Regions from separate parts of the Mus musculus genome. Here region 1 is linked to region 2. A link is a contact called in public HiChIP or PLAC-seq data. All regions are on one chromosome and are shown on one strand. The core of a region is the stretch at or near the end of the contact, and the rest is flanking DNA. Distances in the headings are between cores, read along the strand shown. Region 1 overlaps Gm30695 (a long non-coding RNA gene). Region 2 has its middle 5.1 kb from the start of Gm41499.

Evidence for each region. HiChIP or PLAC-seq counts read pairs in DNA pulled down with a chosen protein or histone mark.
Region 1: a contact with region 2 is called in an H3K27ac HiChIP or PLAC-seq map of embryonic fibroblasts, with 6 times the contacts expected there. The contact joins two enhancer-like sites. A contact is called at or near these places in 2 of 115 datasets of contacts at active chromatin or transcription factors (embryonic fibroblasts and embryonic stem cells) and 1 of 9 other capture datasets (embryonic stem cells).

The regions. Positions count from the first base shown.
Region 1 is chr16:93,516,032-93,522,115 of GRCm38.p6, reverse strand. All of the region lies in intron 2 of Gm30695 (a long non-coding RNA gene), which reads left to right. Among named protein-coding and RNA genes, the nearest start is that of Gm30695, 12 kb to the left of the region's middle. Within about 2 kb of position 1,410, at least 19 of the 459 cell types and tissues checked have an H3K27ac peak or open chromatin away from gene starts, as enhancers often do. A contact at or near this core is called in embryonic fibroblasts, where this site is marked.
Region 2 is chr16:92,948,752-92,954,905 of GRCm38.p6, reverse strand. No RefSeq gene overlaps it. Among named protein-coding and RNA genes, the nearest start is that of Gm41499, 5.1 kb to the left of the region's middle. Within about 2 kb of position 2,340, at least 70 of the 459 cell types and tissues checked have an H3K27ac peak or open chromatin away from gene starts, as enhancers often do. A contact at or near this core is called in embryonic fibroblasts, where this site is marked.

The sequences.
Region 1 (6,084 bases), core at 161-2,660, 570 kb before region 2:
AAAACCCTAATATGAGAAGTGAATTTGAAAATAAGGAAACACTTCAAGATGTAGGTACAGACAGTGATTTTCTGTCTGTACTGAGGTGGAGACTAATAGTTTAGGGATCATGCAAGAATCAAATAGGAGTGCCTTAAATTCTACAGCACCAGCATAGCAGAGGAAACCCTAACCGAAGAAACAGCCTGCAGGGTAGGAGAACAAGATTTCCAGCTATCCATCTAACTGGAGATAAATAACCAGAATATTTAAAAACCCCTAAGATCCCAAAGCACAAACAATCCAATTAACAAATAGGAAAAAGAACTGAGCAGACACTTTCCAAGGAAGATAGATAACTCAGCAAATGTGCAGAAAAAATGCAAATCAAGCCATGTCCATGCTTTGATGGTAGCGGTTCATAGGACTCTTCCCTATTGTCCAGAGAAGCTCTTAAAATATTTAAGTGGATGAGTGTTTAGAATTATAGGATGATTATATTAGTTGGGAAAAGTGTCAATAGTAGGATTTCCTCTACGTCCCCAGCCTCACCAATTATGGGTAGTTGGCTCTACAGTACCAGGCATAGATTCCCTCCTGTTGAGTAGGCTCTAAACCAGCAGTCATGCTAACTCGGATGGGGGAATATCCTGAGGCCTCCACCCCTAGATGAAGAGATACAGACATTTAACAGCTGCTGGGAGAGGGAGAATTAGTCTTCCCCAGGGATGCCCCCCCCCCCAAAACTGGCTATTTAGTCCGGAATGGTCAACCTTAAAAACATGTATATGTGAGCAATATTAAATAGACTCAGAAAGTTGGGTATGTATGTATGTATGTATGTATGTATGTATGTATGTATGTATGTCAGAATAATAAAAAAATGATGAATTTGGGGGCAGGGACAACAACATAGGAGTTGGAGAGAGGAGAGGAAGGGAGGAGTAATAGAAATGCCGTATACAGACTCTCAGCGCCTTTCTTTAAGTGGTTGGCATTGAATTAAAAGGGAGCTAATTGGACTTTAAATGTTTGTTTGAAATGAGAACGAATTCACTTCTAGATGTAATCTTTTGATGTGGATGAGAACTAACCCTAATGTTTCAAATGGAGCGAAACATGAGTTTCCTAAGCTCTAGGCAGCCTCCAGTTTGGGTGTTTTCTGACAGACATTTTGGACCTCTGTGCACATCAGCCTTTTAATATTCTTGACTGCCTTGGCATTCACAAGAGTATGGAAGTCACAGCTGAGAAAAGGCACAGAGGAGAAACAGAGACTCTTTCTGTCTCTTCTTGTCCCTCTGGTTTGTGTCTAGAATGTTAGCACTCATATTTTTCTGAGTTCTTTGGTGTGTCTAACTGCCCCCAAGACAGTTTCGTAGTGGTCCTGGCACCAGCCCTGTCCTGGGCCTCAGGCACACTCAGGGGGTTGGTCTGTAAGGCTGTCTAGTCATCTCCAGAGAATGTTGTTCCCCAGGCCTCAGCCCTCAGCTCTGGGATGTCTGCTGCAGGTTTTCTGCAACTCGATCCCTTCTGAGTTCCACATCCTGATTCCCAACCTCCCCTAAAACTTCACCACATTCATGAGAGAGAGAAAAAAGAGCAAAGTATTTGTTTAGATTATTTAAGAGCAAATGTGGGGGTATCGGTACTGAGTGGGGATCCCCAGAAGAATACAGACAAGATGGCACATTCAGTGCCTGCTCATCTCTGGGAGGCATTACGTCCCAACAAGCAGTTCAGCTGTTGGGTAAAAGGGAGAACTGACAATTGGGTGGGTAAACAATTAAACATACCCAGCAGTGGGCAGCTATCCCCACCCCTAGCATGCTTTGTACATTTCTGGCTTGCAGAAATGTATATTGTGTGTGTGTGTGTGTGTGTGTGTGTGTGTGTGTGTGTGTGTGTGTGTGAGGGGATAGGGGTTGTTTATCTCACTCAAGGCCCTTCTAGGAGTCAGGAATGGCAAGTTGGCTTGAATGGAGGGCTCAGCAGATGATGACATAGCCTTGCCACCTCTCAGATCCAGGCTGGGCTCAGAAACAGGTGACATGAGATGACCCCACCCAGCTGGGAGATGACATAGAATGAGGAGGCAGTATGGCTCATGGAGAATGAATGTGAGTTATTGAGAGCTAAGTTAGACAGTGCTTCCCTCATGTCATGGAATACAACATTGCTCTTTTGAGGAAATGATTTAATAAAAACAATTGGATTATTGCTGTATTATACCTGACTATGTTTTTCATTCTTTTGGCTGTTGAATTCCAAGATCAATCACTATTTGTTTAAAACAGATGGTTTTGGGCTCTCAGAGATCCTACCCACACATTATAAAAGGTTTTATTATAGAGTTTGAAGTTCTGAGTCCAAGTTTTCCAGAAGGATGTGCACGGTACCTAAAGGAGCAAGGGTAGGAAATCAACAAGATGCAAGGATGAGGTACAGCTGTTAAATATTTGGAAGCTTTATCAGTGCAGATGATACAGGACAAGGTAATTGAGAAAACTGTACAACAGCCTAAAATCAGAAGGCATGCTGCATGGGGGCAGAGATGTACATGGAAACTATAAGGTTATTGAAGAGAATCACGGTGTTGGAGTGGTACACCACACGGGCTCTTATGGCTACAGGCTGTGACTGTGAGACAAGATTATATTGCTAGGGACACTGTGAATTCACGACATGGAGAAACCAAGCTGGGAAAAGCCATGACTGAGCTAGAAGCTCCCTCCATGCTGGCTAGTGTTCACAAGATCAGAAGGTACTGTGCAAGCTCTTAGGCGAGTATGATTGCCAATGATTCTGCCTCCTTATGGGCCCTGAATGCTAACACCATAAGCATGGCATGCAGCTCTATGACTGCTCCAGGTGAAAGCAGTTATTTTACAATTGAATTTAAGGTCCTCTCCACAGGAAGAGATCTAGGTTTGAGAGTGAAAGCAAGAAGAAACATTGTGGCTGGGTGCTCAGAAGGTCTAAGGGGAAGCCACTATTGCTCCGTAAAATAGGTACAATGTGTCTGTCAAGTTGCGTTTTAAACATTTGTTTGTGCTGTAGTTTGTTGCCTTTGGCCTGAGTGGAAGGAAACATCATTTCCTAGTGGGTGAGTGCTATTGAGAAGACTTGTAACCAGTCAAACTGTTAAGAATAAGTGATTTGTGGTATTTTGGCTCAATGATCAGCCCGTGTAAGGAATAAAGAGTCATTTATCTGTATAAGCCCTGAGATTTAGGGAATGCAGAAGAAAGAGTGGAAAGCTTTGAAGAAGGGGTGAAGTGCCCTACAGTTGTTCCCTTGGGGTTGGATGTGGTCACTGAGTCAAACTAGCTGTGGCCACTCCTGCAAGACACTCACATGATAAAGCCCATTAACATCTTTCATGGCAGGAGCTGGGGGACTAACCAAGTTTAAGGAGCCTATGCCTTCTTCAAAGATTGATAATCAGTTAATTGGTTGGGAGATGAGGGACTTTTTGGTAGTGTGGCTGTAAGGTTATCCTTGTGCCTGTCTGTGATTGTCACCATCTAAGTAGCTGGAGTAATAATTGCTTTACCAAACAGGTCTCCTGATGGAAGCATTTCTTGGTCTGTTGTCCTTTCTTCATGGTGAGTACAAACAGACTCCCAAGGAAAAGCCACATCCTACTTCCTTCTAGAAAAACATCTGACTTCCTTGGTCCTCTATGGGTTGGCGCACTGCTTAGCATGTGAGTGTGACATGTGAGTGTATGCTTATGACCCAGGGGCATGTGAGCGTGTTCTGTGACCCAGGAGCATCCTTCACAGGAACCAGGCTGGGGTGACCTGGATCACTGGGTCAGAGCTTCCTCCTCACACTCTGATTTAGTGGGCACAGCATCTTGTTAGCTGTCGGAGCTTTTGATTCCCTTCCTCTCATCCCCACCATTGATTATTTTATTTATTTACAATTCAAATGTTGTCCCCCTTCTGGGTATCCCAGCCTCAATCCCCCCATCCCATCCCCCCTCCACTTTGTCTCTAAGAGAGTGCTCCTCCACCCAACAACCAACTCCTGCCTCACCCTCCTAGCATGCCCTATGCTGGGGCATGAAGCCTCCACAGGACCCAGGGCCTCCTCTCTCATTCATGTCAGATAAGGCCATCCTCTGCTACATATGTAGCTGGAGCCATGGACCCATCCATGTGTACCCTTTGGTTGGTGGTTTAGTCCCTAGGAGCTCTAGGGATGGGGCGGGTTTGGTTAGTCAATATTGCTGTTCTTCCTATGGGGTTGCTATCCTCTTCAACTCCTTCAGCCCTTCCCCTAACTCTTCCATTGGGGTCCGCGAGCTTAGTCACAGTTGGAAAGATCACCATCCTGTCAGTGACTGTACCAATTACCATCAACTGTTCACGGATATTTACTGCTATTGATTTGACCATGCTTTTTCTGTCTTTTTTTTCAAACTACCTAATTACTTTTTATTATCTAGCTTCTGAATGTCTCTACATTTAGCTGTATGACAATAGCTTCCTGCCTAGGTAGGTGGAGAAGCAGTCTGTCCAGTTTCTGGACACTCGGCATACATTCATGGAAGAATGGAACCTGTTATGGGGAGGGAGTAGATAGTGATAGATTCTTCAATGCAGTGCTTTTAAGTCAATCTATTGATCTACCCATCTATCTGTTTATCTGTCCTGAGTGATGGAGATAGAATATAGAGCCTCAGATGCTATGCAAATGCTGTCCCGATGAGCCCCAGCCCTCAATGCCATTTTTGATTGACTTTTTCCTCAACTCTCTCTCCTCAGACCAAGCTACTTACAGATGGTCTCCAACACTGAACCCTTCTTTAATGTTTTGTGGCATTTCATTTCTTTAGAAATAAAACAACTGATTGCATCTCCCTGTAATTATAGAGTTTACAATGAGCAGCTATCATAGAGAAGGAACATTGTGCTGATCTCCGCCATCGTACTTCCACAGATAAAGGGAAAACCACTACACAAAAATAGAATTTCAAGGTCTGTACATTGTGTATTTAGTCTGGCAGACACCTGTTGATTAGGGACAGTCAAAGTGCAACTGTCCCTGCTCCTGCTTTAAGCAAGAGCTGAAGTATGACTTCATACTTCATTATAACTCTGCCCATCACCCCCACTTTACGAGTCACTTCCGCAGAGACCTCTGGACATCGAATACTTATGTTAGTCAGAGTTCTTTCAAAATCCAGACCTGTTTTCAGAACAAATGCCAGATTTCCTGGGGAGGGCGGTTACAGCCACATCATCTAACACACTCTGTCTGGATAATCTTCCTTTAGTGTTTACTTAAAGAGGAAGTGATGCTCTCCAGACCCCCGGTAGAAATGAGATCATGTCATGAGGTTTCATTGATCAGGATCAGAAGGCAGATGAATTTCTTTGATGACACTACTAGGCATCTGCCGTTTCTTGTCTCCTATGACTGCTGGGAGATTACTAAAGGAAGCGAGGCTACCACAGAAGGAGACCAATCAACATGAATCAACCAATTGCTTCACAGTCATGGCAACATACAATGGGCTGTAATTGGTGTACACTGAGAAGACTTCATCGTTATATTTTTATGCCTATTTATTATTTATTTTACATATGTTGTATGTAGGTGTTTGTGTGTGTGTGTGTGGTACACACATGTGTTTGTGTGAATGTATCTGTTTGGGTGTGCATGTATGTGTGTGTGGGTTGATGTCAGTATCTTCCTCAAATTTTTTTCCATATTTTTTGAGACAAGCTCTCTTGTCATACCCAGAGCTCATGGAGTTGCTTAGACAGGCTAGTTAGCAAGCTTCAGGAATCTGTCTGTCTCCTGTTTAGCACTGGGATTTACAGGGCATACTGCCATCTGGGGCTTTTAATGTGGGAGCTAGGATCTGAGCTCAGGTCCCTGTTTGCACAGTAAACTCTGAATCATCTTCCCAGGCTTTCTATAGCTTTTTAAAGAAATATATTCATTAATGTTTATATTGACTTTAAAGTCCTGGTATGAAGTGCCACGATTTTAGGAAGAAAAGTGTCTTATGTAAACGTTCCTAAGTTGTAGGTTTTCTCTGACAAGACAGAAGGGTTCCATTGCGACTCGAGTTTGGGAAGTTTTCCC
Region 2 (6,154 bases), core at 1,091-3,590:
CTCTGTCTGTCTTCCTGTCTGTCTCTGTGTGTGTGTATGTGTACCTGTCTGTCTCTCTGGCTGTCTATGTCTCTCTGTCTGTCTGTCACTCTCTGTGTGTCTGTCTGTGTGTGTGTATGTGCCTGTCTGTTTCTCTGTCTGTGTTTGTGTATGTGTGTCTGTCTCCCTGTCTCTTTCTGTCTCTCTGTCTCTGTTTGTCTGTGTGTGTGTGTGTGTGTGTGTGTGTGCGTGTGTGCACGCACACTGTCTGTATACTTAGAACTTCATCTGTCACAGCTTTGCTTCCTGGAACTTGAACTGCAGTACCCAGGGCTGTCGGGCCACCAATAAATCAAAGGCTCTTCTCAGAAGCTCTATTCAGCTGTCCAGGCAGGACGGTGGGAGCTGCCTATGTTGAGTCTGACAGACGCCCACTCAGCCCAGCTGCAGGCTATCTAAGGCCATATCCCAACATGGCCGCTTGCCCAGAAACAGGCTCAGCAACTCACCTCCCTGGACAGGAAGGAAGTGCTCGGAACAGAGTGGGACAGGCTTCTTGCCCACACTGGGGGTTGGCTTGGGAATCTTCCTCCGGGTCCCATCTTCTACTTGTCTTGGATGGAGCTCAGTAGGTTACCAAAGGACCAACACACAAATCTGGGCCTTCCCTCTAGAGGCCGGTCAGCACTCACTCACTGTGTTTTAGAAGCAAGCACTGCTCTCTCTCGACTTCCTGTGATCAAACATGCTTGTTAATAGCTTTTAGTAAAAGCCAGATCTCCCTGTGCACGGCTCTGCCGCACATGGACTGAATTAAGAACAGGGGATTGTTTTCATGTCTAGAACTCAGCTAATGCCAAAACAAATGTACAGTAAAATACTGCTGGACACCCCCACCCTATCTCTTCCCTTTCTCGCCCTCAAGGGAGACCATGGAAGACACTGAAGGAAGTTAAGGAGTCAGAATGGTAGGAATTGAGATCCTGCCTGGGGGAAGTGTTGCGTCACCTCAGAACTTCTTAAGTTGTCCCACTATTTTTCTGTAGTCCAACTACCTTGGCTTTCTGGGTTGTCGCTCTACAGTATGTGTCAATGGCTGAGTGGGACCCTTCCAGAGTAGCTAGCTTCTTGCTTCTATTAAAGATTTTCTTCATCTAGATTCCCCACTTCTTGGAGGAAAACACTCAGAATGTGTTTTTAATACATGGTAACTTCGAAAGCCCACAGGCCTCCCTGTGTTGTCATTTAAAATATACAGTTGCTCTAGTTGGATGTCTTCTGGGGTAACCCCAATAAGAAAACAGCACGGGACAGGTATTCAGTTAAAAATTCCTTTCTGTTCATTTATAATCCAGTTGACTGGGTGTCCTGCATATTTTTTGTGGGAGTTGACTCAGAACAGGTCAACTTACTGAATAATCTGACTCTTTAACATACAGGGAAACCCATCGTAGAAAGCGATTGTCCCTTTGAAGTGTTTTATTGCTTAACTGCTTCTAAATGGGAGGCACCAAGGATGATTGTTCTAACTAGCTCACCTGATTCTACGTTGCCAACTTGCTATCAGATTGCTGTAATTGCTAAGCCTCAGTGAGAACCTAGAGACTATTTCTAACACATTTTCTAATAGCTTCAAGACCTATTGACTCGAGTGGGAAGGAAATTAAATTCTAGTCTGCAACCTTCTAGAACTTTCTAGATCTTCCTAGTCAGAAACTCCTAAGAATAAAAAACTAAGTATAAAGAACGAAGTTCTATCTCTGAGATCTAGACTCAGGAGCAATGCCTGTTACTTGTGAAGTAGTGCCCCAAGACGGCTTCCTCTAGCTTATTCCAAATTCACAATGTTGTGGGGGTACAATGGACTGGGCAGTGTAAAGACTCAAAGACTTGCAAACTTTCTTTCCAATTCACATGCCAGTGTCAATGGAGCCTGGGTCTAGTTTGCAAACATTCCCAGATCCAGCACTCAAGATCTAAAATTAAACTCAGTGATCATCAGTTGGCCAGGCTCTACGACAGGAAGATCTCTGAGTCAGCAAGAGGCACAGCACTGGGCCACAGCTCTTCCTCTGCACAGTGGTCCAACCAGGAGCTGAGAGCTGCACAGGGACTCAACAGCAGATGGAGGGGGGCACAGCATCCAGGATTTCTTGCTCTCTTCTTTGAGGTTCTCTTTAACCTCAAAAGGAACAGAATACCCCCCCAGTGACTTTTGTGTACACTGTTTTTTGTTTTGTTTTGTTTTGTTTTGGGGTTTTTTTTGGGGGTGTTTAAACACAGTCTTGTTGCCCCACAGAGCTCTGCCGCCTGCTCACATTCAGCATCTCCTGGGAAATTCGGAGAGATGCTTTATTTAGAAGGCACTCAGCCTGTGAGTCATGCAATTTTCTGCTGTGTTTTTCTTCTTCAGTCTTCCTGCTTCCATAAACATTTATGTGAAGAGAGGCTATTTCGCTGTGTTTCCAGAATCGTCTGCCACAGCTGTTCTCTCTCCACCTGAAGTCATCAACTTTCGCAAAGAGAAATATCCCTTGTTTGCTTTCAAACAACGATAAAGACCAAAAGTCAACACATAAATAGGATTGAAAGACAGAGCGGTGACCCTTTGGCAGAATGGCCTCTTGGCTCAGTGGGTTCTCATGAACCCCAGTAAATCTTAACAGTAGTTGTTTAACACTGGCATGCGCCCTGTAGGCAGAGACACAGTTTTGTAACACTTGTGAGATCCCAGGCCAAAGGAATCAGCAATGATTTTATCTCCCACAGGATCCTTGGTAAGGTGATTTCTTTCATTGAGGGGAAGGGGATAGGAAGCGTCAGGCATTGTGGGAAGCAGACTATAACTTCCTGATCATATTCTCCTTTAAAAATTGACGCTTCGATCAGCCCACAAGTAGCTATTTATTGAGATAGAATTCTCCAGGCCTAAGCCTTCTGGTATGATCTGGTTTGGTCCTGCTCCAGCCCGGGGAAGGCATACAGGATTCTCAACATTTGGGGAATAGGCAAATTCTTGTGCGATCTAGAATCTCTCTCTCTCTCTCTCTCTCTCTCTCTCTCTCTCTCTCTCTGGGCCACAGCATGCCTCTCCTAATTGCAATTTCCCAGCATTCCACTTTACAACAAACAGCAGCCAGAAGTTTGCCGTTCTTGTATTTTCTCCAATGCAGAGTCATCTGTTTTCCTTGTGGCTATTTCCCTCTTGTGTTCTCACCGCATTGGCCTCCAGTGCTGGAGAATGCCAGAGCCACGTTTCCAGTACATTGACCATGTCACTTCTATGGAGAATCTGTGCTCCAGAGAACGAACGCATTGCTTGAGAGAGGGGAAATATCCCATACTTGTTCATATCCATATGTGCTGTCCTTGCATGGGAGTCACCTGAGATAAGGACAGCAATGGGATGCAGTGGTGGGTGCGAGCTACAAGCCAGCCACATGGCTTCAGCCCTCAAGCCTGTTTTTCCTAGGAGTATGGGCTTTGGGAAGAAGTGTTGTTGCTAGGCTCGATGAACTCTACTTCTAGTTCACCCATCTATAAAATGGGCTGAAGGATGGGACTGAGTTCCCTGCACTTTGTGTGTGTGTGTGTGTGTGTGTGTGTGTGTGTGTGTGTGTGTGTGTGGATTAGAGGAGATACAATTCGACCTTAGAGCAGTACTTGGCTCTCAGTCCTTACAGTGAAAATCTTCCTATTGTTTCTATTGAGTGTTCGGGCCCAAGAGGGCACAATCAACGGGTGACCACAGTGACTTTGCACACCATGATGTAAAGTAATGGATGTTATTAAAGTGCACTCCTTTGATAGAACCTTGATAAGCACTTCCCCCAGGCTAAGTGCAACACAGAGTGTAAGAACAAACAAGGAAAGTGCTGCAGGTAGCTTGGAGTCTAGAGGGAGAGCCTAGGGTATGGGGGGGCAGGACAAGCTGTCTTCATCAAAGAGCTTTTGGGTTGAGTCCAGTTCCATTAGCCGGGAGGGACTAACTGGGCGAGTGGATCTTCTCACTTTTCAAATGGGAGTAAGCACTCACCAGGTCATTAAGGAGAGGGATGATGAAGGGCTGGAGATGACTCTGTCAGTAAAGTGTTAGCTTTGCAAGTGTAAGGACCTGAGTTCAAACCCCAGGACGCACATTAACATGTGTTTGTAGTCGCAGCACTGTGAAGGAAGAGACATGTTCAAGAAGTATTATGGAAGTCCTTAAGTAGCCAGAACTGACTTATGAACTCCTGCCCTGCCCTCTGGCACTTACTGAGCATCCATCCAGCCCACTTAGTGAGCCCCCAGTCAGTGGGAGGCCCTGTCTCAAATAAAAGAAAATATGGGTGACAGCTGAGGAAAGACACTGAGGTTGTCCTCTGGGTTCTGTCTGCACACAGCTATGTACATGTGCTGCTCATAATGTACATCTGCACATACACAAATATGCCCATAGTTAGAACGGGTTCCTCCCGATATATTTTCTACTATTGTACACACATTGCGTGTGTTTATGTAGTCAGAGATGGAAACGAAAGAACTACGGTCTGAGGAAACAGTCTGTGTGGCAGGGAAGGTGTAGAAAAAAGAAAGCAGACATCATAGGAATAATGACACAAGACTCAGAGGCTGGTGCACTTGGGGACAATTGAGAGTCCAGTACCAAAGAACACAGATTCAAGGCAAGGGAGTAAGAGCTGACACTGTACAAATGGCTGGTCCTTGCTCACATCCTGTCCAGTGTTGACATCTTAAAGAGCGCAGTCCTGACTACTACGTTTTTCACAGCTCTCTAGCCAGATATCCCCAGAGTCCTGCCCTGCTCTGATTTTCCAGGCCACTCTCTTACACCTTTTCTAGAAGTCCTTTTTTGAATAATGTCATGCAGAAACAAGTTCTTAATAAAAGAAAGTAGAAAGAAACGAGAAAGCACTAGGCTAGACATAAAGACCACCAATGTTTCTTAAAATGGCTTAGTTATGGTGGTGGCTAATTTCAGATGTCAATTTGACACAAATTAGATGTCATCTGGGAAGAGGGGACCTCAACTTTTTAGTGAATTGATTCCTTCAGACTGACCTGAAGGCATACCCATGGGAAATCATCTTGACTGATGACTGATCTGGAAGGATGCCAAGCCCACTGTGGGTGGCGCCATCCCTAGGTGCTCAGGAAAGCAACCAGAGCAAACTGGTGAGATCTGTCTTCTCCTTGGTTCCTGCCTTGAGATCCTGCCTTGGTCCCTTGAAGGTGAACTGTAACATACAAAATGATGTGAATTCTCTTCTCTACTAAGCTATTGTGGCCATGGCTATCATAGCAACAGAAAGCAAGCTCTAGCAGTTGTCTTTTCCCAACTGGCATCTCTAACTAAAATGGGCAGGCAACTAACATTAGTTCACTCTCCTCACTGAGGTAGGTACATCCCCGTTGGTGTTTTGAAAAGTGCTGTTTTCTATCTAAAATACCTATTTCCTACCAGATTGTGTTTTTCAAATTTCACACATTTCTTTAAGAAATACACCTTTAAAGGTTGAGTGTGTGTGTGTGCATGTGAATCAATGGAAATTCTGGCTACACAATTCAGAAAGATTGACATCTTTACTATACAAATGTGGGGGGCTCCAGGTCTAAAGGGGAGCCTCTGTAAGCAGGAACTGCCCACATTAGTGTGACTGTGAGGTTTTCCTCAGTCACAGAAAGTGTCTTGGAACCATATATATGGTGTGTCTATGGTGGTGGCTAATTTGCAGTTTAAAGCGCGTAAGTTATCTCTAGGCATTTAATCCATTTACAGCCCCATCTTCCTCCTATCTGTCTCCCATGGTCGCTTCTGCTTTCAGTCTGTTCCCCTGTTGGAATCTGCCTTGTATACATCAATGCGGCTCTCATAGCAGACACAGGGTATGAACCATGTGTTCTCATCCCATAACTCTAGATCCCACTGTGGTCCAAATGGCATTTTATTCCTTCCTGTCCTTTCTTTCTCCCTCCTGTTCCCAAAGCAAGCAGAGAAAGCGGAGTCACGATGCTGTCCAGCAGTTCTGTGATGGCGCTCGCGCTGTCTGTCTGTCTGCCGGAAGGTGCTTTCTGCTCCGCTTCCATTCCATTTGAAGCTATGACTGATGAAGTTTTCCATGTCCTCGTAGTGACTTAGCCAAGGTCCCCAGGGTATTTCCAGCCTCTGATG